Linked DNA regions of Zea mays: region 1 is linked to region 2. Evidence: chromatin contacts called from public Hi-C data. All regions are on one chromosome and are shown on one strand. The core of a region is the stretch at or near the end of the contact, and the rest is flanking DNA. Distances in the headings are between cores, read along the strand shown.

Region 1 (4,780 bases), core at 195-2,694, 130 kb after region 2:
GGACTTTGTATAGAGCTGATTATACTCTTTTTCCTTCTAACAAAATGATTTATAAACGAGGTAGTCATTGCATAGTTGTGGTAACTTTAATATAAATATTAAGTTTGATTTTATTCAAATTTATTTGTCTTGTCTTTTATTTGTTTTATTATTATTTTGAATTTAGGGCTCTAATGTGAATTTTGGGTCAAAAATTGAATTTCGGGCCATAATGTGAATTTCGGGCAAAAAATTGAATTTCGGACTTTTATAATTTCGGGCCGCCCGAAATGAGCCCGGCACGTTTAAGCAATTACGGACCGGGCTGTGTGCCGAGGGCTAGGCCCATGGGCCGGTCCGGCCCGGCCCGAAATTCAAACGGGTCGGATCGACCCGAAATTCAAACAATACGAGTTTTTTCGGGCTTGGGCCGGGCCGGACGGCCCGAAATGTACACCTATAACTGTGACTGTGAGCCCACGCTCGCGCAGTCGCGCTTTCCCTCCCTGCGCGCCGACGGGCTGAGGCGCGCCACTCTTCTGTACCCCGGGTCCCCGGCACGGTGTCCCTACCGCCGTCTCCACTCATCACCTGCTCTACCTCGGCACAGGCGCCAATCCCGAGTTCCCTCCCCCCGTCTCCTCCCAATCGGCGTCCCCCGCCGTCCTCCCGCTCCCCTCCGTTGCCCGCCTCGTCCTCGCCGACCCGCACCCGCTCGTGTCCCTGCGCAACGTCGCGGACCAGGCGGCCACCGCGTCGAATCTGTTCGGCTTCCTAGCCGCAAAAATACCCTCCCGGGGAGCTGGCTTGCTCGGACGAGAGAAGTGGCCGTTTCCAGGGAGCTGGCTTGTGCTAGCTGTTGTTCATTTGAGGGAAAAAAAAACCTCGCTCAATTCTCCCAGGGAGCTGTCCGCCTCGTGCTGGTACTGGTAGCCAGTAGTCACACTCCGGTGCTCTCACTACGGCGGTGGGTAGTGAGCAGCGCGGCGGCGGCATCGAGGACGACAGTCTGCGATGTTGGCGAGGACTCGCGGTTTGCATGAAGCCACGAACAGGCTCAAGGAGGGCCCAGTGTGCATTCATTAGGAGGGCCCAGTTCTATTGTCTAAATATGAGAAAACCGGATACAGAAAAGTTCTTTTGCTACTACAGCACGAACAAAGTGTGCAGAAATTCAGGATGGGTGATTGGGTGAAGCTACATTATTAGAGGGTGTTTAGGACTGCTACACGATATTGTTCGGCTGCAAGTACTGTAGCTTCCTCTGGAAATGCCGCAGCCACAGCAGCTTTCAGCTGTAGCGAACGGCTTGCTAGTTGCTACAGTGTTTTATTTTTATGTAATGCTGTCTAAAACATCGAACTATCTTTATGATCTCGCAAACAAAACATGGGAGTCCTCCAGCCATTGTCCTTTCCATTTTCCAAATTCTAACCCCCTCGCCCTCCCTGCTCTTCTAGTTTCAACTTTCATCCGTGACCTTTGGCAATCGAGTCGCGGGTCCCACCTTGCAACGAACTGATCAAGCCAACCGACCTATCAGCAGTTCAACTGACATCCTCCCTACAAATAACGACGTGGGAGAGCGAGAGCGAGAACGCAAGAGCAAGATGGAGCAATCGAGAGAAGACGACGCAAGACGCAATAAAGAGTCAGAGACAGGAGCGAAGGACGAGATGGTCGTCTACTTCAGCATCCCCGTCTTCTTTGCCATCATCATTCTAGCCGCGTGCGGCGTCGTTCTCGCCGATGTCGTCACCAGCATCTGGGGCTTTGCTGTGTCCTCGTTATCGTCATCATCGTCCCATGTCAAGGCATGGTGGCATTCGCGACCGGTGCTCCTCTTCAGGCTCGGCGGCGTCACCACCCTGAGGCAGAAGCTGAACGACCCGTTCGCCATGTGCCAGGACAGTATGGAGCCCGGTGAGAAGGTCCGCACGCTCTCCTGCAACCACATGTTCCACTACGGCGCCACCGTCAAGTGCCAGAAGACCCTCGACGAATGGCTTCTCAAAGAGGAGATGTCCTGCCCAATCTGCCGCGGGATTCCCCATCCCGTGCTGCCGTGGAAGCGGCCACCGCCATCGTTGCTGATGTTGTAGGAGGAGGAGGATGAGGAGCAGGAGGAGGAGGGTGAGGAAGAAGAGGAGGACTCGGAGGAGTTTCGGCTTCCGTCGCACTGGTTCGACGAAACACTACTGTAGTAGACAAGCGTGATCGAGCTTGGAATCTTGGATGGGACGGAGTTGACGCATCCTGTATTCCTGTGGGGCGTTCTGCATCAGTTCTTGTCCTTGAAGGATTCTTTCGACGTTTCTGTCTCTGCATTTTTTGGAACTGATCAAGGATAGTATGGCGGTGCGAGTTGCCTGATAGCCTGGATTAGTTCTTGGAAGATTCTTTCGTTGTTTCTGGCATTCGCTTTCTTGGAAATCATCGAGCTTAGCAGCGTTCCTGCTCTTTTTGTCCAGAATGCTGTTCAGCCGTGACGAACTGAATTTCTTGCATTGATGCCAAGAAACAAAGATTTGTTAGCCCTTGAATCAGTTACAATGTTCTAACTGAAGAAGATAGATCCTTGGTTCATTGCTCTTTCAATTACTTCCGTCGCAATGTGAAATAGTATTTGTTCGCAGCATTGTTTGCTAATTTCTTGCAATTGTGTTTGACATCAGTTGCTTCATCTGTTATAGCCCTTTTTTTGAACCAAAAAGTATGTTGGATGAAAGCCTTATTTCATGCTTATAGTCTGAACACTGAACTGGGTTTTGATTTGAACTGTGAATGTGAACCGTATTCAAGATGAAACTATTAAGAATAAAAAGTAGGATAAGTATACAAACATTTTGATTGGGCATTCGAAAACTTATTACACTGTGACATTAACTACACAACATATATATCTTGTTTTTACATTTTAACTGGTTTTTTCGAGTAAATATAGTTATAATTTCAAGCATTCCCCTTTGTGAATTAGGATTTGATTTGAGCTAGTAGAGCCTTTTTTGGAAAAATTCATAAATCTCACCTTGAAGATTGTCTATGCACGTCTTACTGTAACTTGCACATTGCAAAATAGTGGTAAGTTGTAATGTCCGTTGCAAATTGACTGTATTTTTTAAGTTATCAAGCACTACTAGCGAATGCAAATTAATGGGTGCAGCTAGATTTGTGACTATTTTTGCAATTTAACTATGTAGTAAATCTTTCCATGAGTGCTTCGAGTGTTGGTTATTTTTATCTATGTAGTAAATCTTAGGTGTCGTTTGGTTTGGCTATTTATTGGCGTGACAGATTCCGTCGTCAACCACTCGTGTTTATTTCCTTGTTTAATGCCTGACATACCTGGGCAACAGGTCCCTGCGCTTTAGAAGAGTTATTTGAGATTGTAACAATCTCGTCGCGCGGCTTCGCAACTTTATTACTCCGCAGCTGTGCATCGCTATTTTAGTATTTTGGAGCTCACAACTGCACCATATTGAGACAGTTAATGCCTCGCGCTGTGTTACCTTCTTAGATATGGTAAAAGTTAATTTTATCCCTGCCGTAACCACGTTGGCGCCACTCCGGAGCTCAAAGGACTAGGATCGCTTGAGGCGGCCAAGCTCCTCGGCGCCATGGAGGCCGAGCAGGTGAAGCGGCGCGCTGGTACAGGAGAGGCGCGTGCAGAGAACAGGGAGCAGCAGCGCTGGGGCGAGTTCGGAGAGAGCCAGGGGCACACTCCCGCGGCACCAGAGAGCTCGGCCGCCATAGGAGCAGGGAACAATCGCTGGAGAGAGAGTGCGGCAGGGAGGAAGAAGCTTGGGGAGATGGGGAGGAGAGAGGTCCGCGCGCAGAGAGTTTCGCGAGCTGGGCGAGCAGGGTACGACTTCCAGAGAACTCAGCCGCCAGCAGAGAGAACCGGAGAGGGAAGACCTGGGCGCTCACCAGGGGAGCTCTGCTGGGCGCCGATAGAGGAAGAGGGAGGAGCAGGAATGGAGCGCGCTTGAGGGAGACGAGCTGGGGCGCGGCACCAGGGGGTCCAGGGCGGAAGAAGCAGGGAGGGGCAGCTGGGGCAGGGGCATCCCGGCGAGCTCGCCATGGGAGGAGCGAGCAGCCGAGCAGAGAACGAGAAGTGGAGGGAGGCAGCGTCGGCGAGCACGCAGGGAGGTCGGCGCAGGGACGATGCAGATCCAGTTTGTGGCGAGACCGGCGTCCATGGCTGAGAAGGGAGATGGAGTCTGCCGCGACGAGCGCAGGGGCGCGGCTGGGAGAGAAGGCGGCCACCAGGGGCAGCGCCCAGGCGTGCGCGACAAGGGAGAAGAGAAGCTGGGCACAGGAAGCTGGGAAAGAAGACCGCAGCCGTGGAGTCGTTGTCGGCCGCGAGCTCCAGTAGCCGGTAGCCGCGCAGTTACGGCCGCAGCCGCGTCGGAGTTCTCTAGCGCAAGAACACTCGAAGTCCGGTTAGAGGTAGATTAGTATGAAAGGGAATACAACCTACTGAAAGAGCAACAGAACAGACGTTAACAGAGCGCGGAGCATTAACTGTCCCAATATGGCGCGGTTGTGAGCTCCAAAATACCAAAATAGCGATACGCAGCTGCGGAGTAATAAAGTAGCGAAGCCGCGCGACTCCGCTTTAGAAACCAGATTGAGCTCAATTGTGAGGTGTAATAGATCGATTGACTACTGTTTAATATATCAATGGAATGATTTACGCATCCCGATACTCAACCAAACAAAAACAAACAATCAAAACTTCCCTTCCCACTACCACTGGTATTCATTCCCTTTGCATTGCTATTGCCTCATGTGGAACCAA
Region 2 (4,972 bases), core at 1,414-3,913:
AACATGCTTAACCTGATCAAGATCTATTAACAGTACTACCTAAAGATCTTGATGTAAATGATTAGCTGCACCAAACAAAAATTTGTGGGGAAAATATAGCTTTTACTCACTCTTGCAGAGGGATAGAAATCATAGTACAATCAGAACCCCTGTTATTCTCATTCATGTTCACTTGTCTTACGGAATTATCCCCAGTTTTGCTTTCCTTTGCAAGATCCTTTGCTTCAGCCACCATACCCATCATCTCAGGTGGAAGAACACTGTTACAAACTCATTTTAGGAATCAACAAGAGAAGAAATGTGCTCTTATGCTGTTAAGGACAGGAAGCCAACAGCAAATATACTTACTCCTTCAATGGTGTGAACCAAGCAGAATCGGCATTCTTGTTTTCTATTTCAGATTTACCCCCTTCGGTGAAGTCTAGAATATTATTTGGAAGAGCACTGCAATACAATGAAGCTCAGAAATCCAGAGGACATAATTTCTTTTAGCATCATTTGGAGGAAGCTCGGGTGCTTACATGTATTCCGGCAGAAAACCAGCAGAATCAACAGCATATGAACATGACACTCTTTGATAAGGCTGTATCATTGAATAAACTTTAAGGTTCAGTTTTGCAAAGAAATAAGATGAAGCCAGCAATATTGCATATTAATTCAAAGAGTAGCACATGTCTAAGATGAAACGACTGCAATTAACTAATTATTTTGCAAAACAGTTCATGAAAGCAATGAAACTAATTTGTAACTGCATATATTAAAAACTAGCATCATGGGTGCATGCACATGCCAATGTGACCATCCAGATTGTAGAAGAGGGAGCTGCGTACCTCATAAAAATAGGGGGCATGATGTCTCTCATCTCTCAATAAAATATCTACAAAAAACAAAGCAGGGGATGTATAAAATGTTTAGCAATCAAAAGGAAACAGGCTACATATTTGTAACTTTTTAATTATATGCATTGCTAGGTCCAAAATGCAGAGGTCTGATTGAAGTATCCCAAGAAACAAAATGGACGAAAATAGAAGGGTATAACTAAAGGCAAATGGTAGTGACATTGTTACCTTGGTGTGCCAACTGATGGTGGTCATCACCTTCATCATCTCTGCCATAAAAGGTGGAAAGTATAGCTAAGAAACATGTTCCATGTAATAATGAGACTAGTATACGACCAGGATTTCTTACATATCTTCAGCAATCCCCAAATTGAAAGAGTCAAGCTCAAATGATCTTGGAATTGTGAAGGTTGGCAGACCATCTGGCAAACGTGTTTCTTTGATTACCACAGATATCCCTAGAGTAACTTCTGTTTCTACCCTTACAGAGTGGCCTTCACTTGATATTGCACTAGAGACTTCAGTTGTTCTCACAGCATGAACAGTTTTTTGTACTTTGCAGGTGTTTTGCTGGCCTACCACTAACCTTCCTACACGGACATCTTTATTCGCTTGCTTCAAAACTCCGAGTGTCAACCTTCCACTTGGCAAAGTAGGTTCAGCAAGTTGACTTAGTCGAAATGACCGAGAAAGCTCATTGAAATCATGGAGGAGGAACTCCATCTTCTTGGAGAATATCCTAACAATTCCAAACAGAAGCTTTGCCAGTACTGCAAGGTGAAGTCCATGGGGGCTGCGGACATCCAACATAATCTCGCCTGCCAATGGTGAAATGAAAAGCGCTTGCGTTACAAAAAAAAAACCACTAGGAGGATTCCTGAGAACAAGATATTTTGGTTTATGAAAAGAAAGCTGCCCCCTTTATATTGACATCATACGACACTTGTACAGATCACCATCCAATTCAAGGCTATAAGTTGGCAGCCAGATGGGTGAACTGGTCGACATGGTAAGTAAGTCTGTATGGTGCACCCGATTGTCGGGATTATGCGCACATGACGTCAAAGAAACCCTCTCTGACCAAAAACCCCTATACCTTGCACTCAACAAAACCGTCTATAAAGATACAACCCAAGACAGTTGAGAGTGGTAAAATAGCTTTTTTTTCGAGTTACACAAACACCACACATCAGGAAAAACCACCAAACACAGAAAGAGCCTTCGTCCCCTCGTGACCATGTTCTCTGAGACCAGATTCCCCTGGCTTTTTTTAGACCTAAACCCCTGCATAAACCCTTCCCTTCTCCGGTTCTCCCCGCTTCTCCCACTGTTCCAAACCAACATCACATATTACTCCCCTATAGCCCAACCCCTACCCTTGCACAAACTGGTCCAACAAACCAATGACAGAGAGAGAGAAAAAAAACGGCGGTTTCTCTCGCATTGCGGGAGTGGACACGGAGTCGTTACCAACGGAGGCGACGATGTCCGTGCCCGCGACCTTGTCCCGGCTGAGCTCTGACTCTTTGCAGAACGACGCCTTCCACACCGTGTGGACCGGTCCCTTCTTCCACAGCAGGGCGTTGGAGTGGACCATCTCGGCCCCTCCCTCGTAACCACCGCTCGCGCGAAACGCCGAGCGCCGCCGCCGCCGCCGCCGCGGCCTCAGGCTGCGCCAACGGGCACCGGGAGTGGAAAACCAGAGCGATCGAGCACTCCGCGCGCGGGGCGGGGCCGGCTGCTGGTTTTTGGACGGTTTCTGGGGAGTGCGACTGTGCGAGTGTCTGTCTGACGAAAATACAGGGAGGGCTTCGAGGGGAAGGAGGAGCCGAGGAGGGGGACAACTGTGAGAAGTTAAACGGCTCTCGGGCGTGTGCAAGTGACGTGACTGCCCCTCGGTTTGAGGATTTCTGGGAGACATTTTTGGGTATTATTTATTCGTTTATTTTCTTTTTTTTATCGGATTTTTGTTTGAGCGAACACCTGTTTTGGATATGTGTTATTACTCCCTAGTATTTTATATGAACACCCCCACATACTTTAAAGCCCATGATATAGCACTGAAGATCAATTAGCCGATATCTTTACTAAGCCTCTTGATAAACAAACTTTTAACAAACTTAGGCATGAGCTCAATATTCTTGATTCGCGCAATTTCTTTTGCTAAATTGCACACATAGCTCATTTGTATACCTTTGATCATGTCTCTTTCATATGTTATGACTAATGTGTTTTTCAAGTCAATTTCAAACCAAGTCATAGGTGTATTGAAAAGGAATTGGAGTCTTCGGCGAAGACAAAGGCTTCCACTCCGTAACTCATATTTCGCCGTCGCTCCGCGCATCTCTCCATCTTTTTGGGGAGAGTTCAAAGCAAAAGGATTTCGTCTTTGGTACAATCTTCACTTATTTATTCATGACCAAAGGGGAAGAAAGTACTTCAAGGGCTCTAATGACTCCGTTTTTGGCGATTCATGCCAAAGGGGAGAAAATATTTGCCCAAAGCAAAAGGACCGCACCACCACCTAATTTTAAAATTGGAGATTTTCAATTGGTAAATTTCAAATTGGTATCTTATTGTGTTCAAAGGGGGAGAAAGTAGTATTTCAAAAATGATATATCAAAACCCTCTTGAACACTAAGAGGAGGATCTCTTTTAGGGGGAGTTTTGTTTAGTCAAAGGAAAAGCATTTGAAACAGGGGGAGAAAATTTCAAATTTTGAAAATGCTTCGTAAAATCTTATTCATTTACCTTTGACTATTTCAAAAGAACTTTGAAAAGGATTTACAAAAGAATTTGCAAAAACAAAATCTGTGGTGCAAGCGTGGTCCAAAATGTTAAAAATGAAGAAACAATCCATGCATATCTTGTAAGTATTTATATTGGCTCAATTCCAAGCAACCTTTGCACTTACATTATGCAAACTAGTTCAATTATGCACTTCTATATTTGCTTTGGTTTGTGTTGGCATCAATCACCAAAAAGGGGGAGATTGAAAGGGAATTAGGCTTACACCTAGTTCCTAAATAATTTTGGTGGTTGAATTGCCCAACACAAATAATTGGACTAACTAGTTTGCTCTAATGTATAAGTTATACAGGTGCCAAAGGTTCACAACAAGCCAATTAAAAAGACCAATGTTGGGTTAAAAATAGAGAGCTAAAGGCATCCCGAAAGGCTCCCTGGTCTGGCGCACCGGACTGTCCGGTGTGCCACCGGAGAGTGTCCGGTGCACCAGTGGACTTCGCGCTGAACTCCTCAGCCTCAGGAATTTTCAGAGCCGGCGCGCTATAATTCACCGGACTATCCGGTGTACACCGGACAGTGTCCGGTGCTCCAAGAGGACGCGGCTCTGGAACTTGGCAGCCTCGGGAATTCACAACGGCTGCTCCGCTATAATTCACCGGACATGTCCGGTGTACACCGGACTGTCCGGTGTAACTGTGGGGCAACGGCTACTTCGGCGCCAACGGCTACCTGCAAGTGCATTAAATGCGCGCCAGCGCGCGCAGAAGTCAGGCACGCCCATGCTGGCGCACCGGACACTCTACAGTACATGTTCGGTGCCCCACCGGACATCCAGGCGGGCCCAGAAGACAGAGCTCCAACGGTCAGAACCCAACGGCTTTGGTGACGTGGCTGGTGCACCGGACATGTCCGGTGTGCACCGGACTGTCCGGTGCACCATGCGACAAACAGCTCCACCAAACGGCTAGTTTGGTGGTTGGGGCTATAAAGACCCCCAACCACCCATCATTCATGGCATCCAAGTTTTCCACTTCTCAACCACTTACAAGAGCTAGACATTCAATTCTAGACACACCAAAGAGATCAAATCCTCTCCAATTCCACACAAGGCTTTAGTGATTAGCTAGAGAGATTTGCCGTGTTCATTTGAGCTCTTGCGCTTGGATTGCTTCTTTTCTTTCTCACTTGTTCTTGTGATCAAAACTCCATTGTAATCAAGGCAAGAGGCACCAATTGTGTGGTGGCCCTTGCGGGGAAGTTTTGTTCCCGGTTTTGATTTGAGAAGAGAAGCTCACTCGGTCGGAGGGACCGTTTGAGAGAGGGAAAGGGTTGAAAGAGACCCGGTCTTTGTGACCACCTCAACGGGGAGTAGGTTTGCGAGAACC

What was found. Hi-C and Micro-C count contacts between places; a contact is called where the count stands out from the background.
Region 1: a contact with region 2 is called in a Hi-C map of ear, with 4 times the contacts expected there. The contact joins the promoter of LOC103641794 here to the promoter of LOC103641790 in region 2. A contact is called at or near these places in 2 of 25 Hi-C or Micro-C datasets (ear and tassel).

The regions. Positions count from the first base shown.
Region 1 is chr10:129,575,308-129,580,087 of Zm-B73-REFERENCE-NAM-5.0, forward strand. LOC103641794 (Putative RING zinc finger domain superfamily protein) reads left to right here and starts at 1,445. Exons shown (of 1, transcript XM_008665130.2): 1 at 1,445-2,629. The coding sequence starts at 1,590. The coding sequence ends at 2,081.
Region 2 is chr10:129,444,133-129,449,104 of Zm-B73-REFERENCE-NAM-5.0, forward strand. LOC103641790 (sister chromatid cohesion 1 protein 2) reads right to left here and starts at 2,664. Exons shown (of 15, transcript XM_020546059.3): 1 at 2,310-2,664; 2 at 1,189-1,657; 3 at 1,068-1,108; 4 at 831-877; 5 at 522-583; 6 at 349-444; 7 at 111-260. The coding sequence starts at 2,436.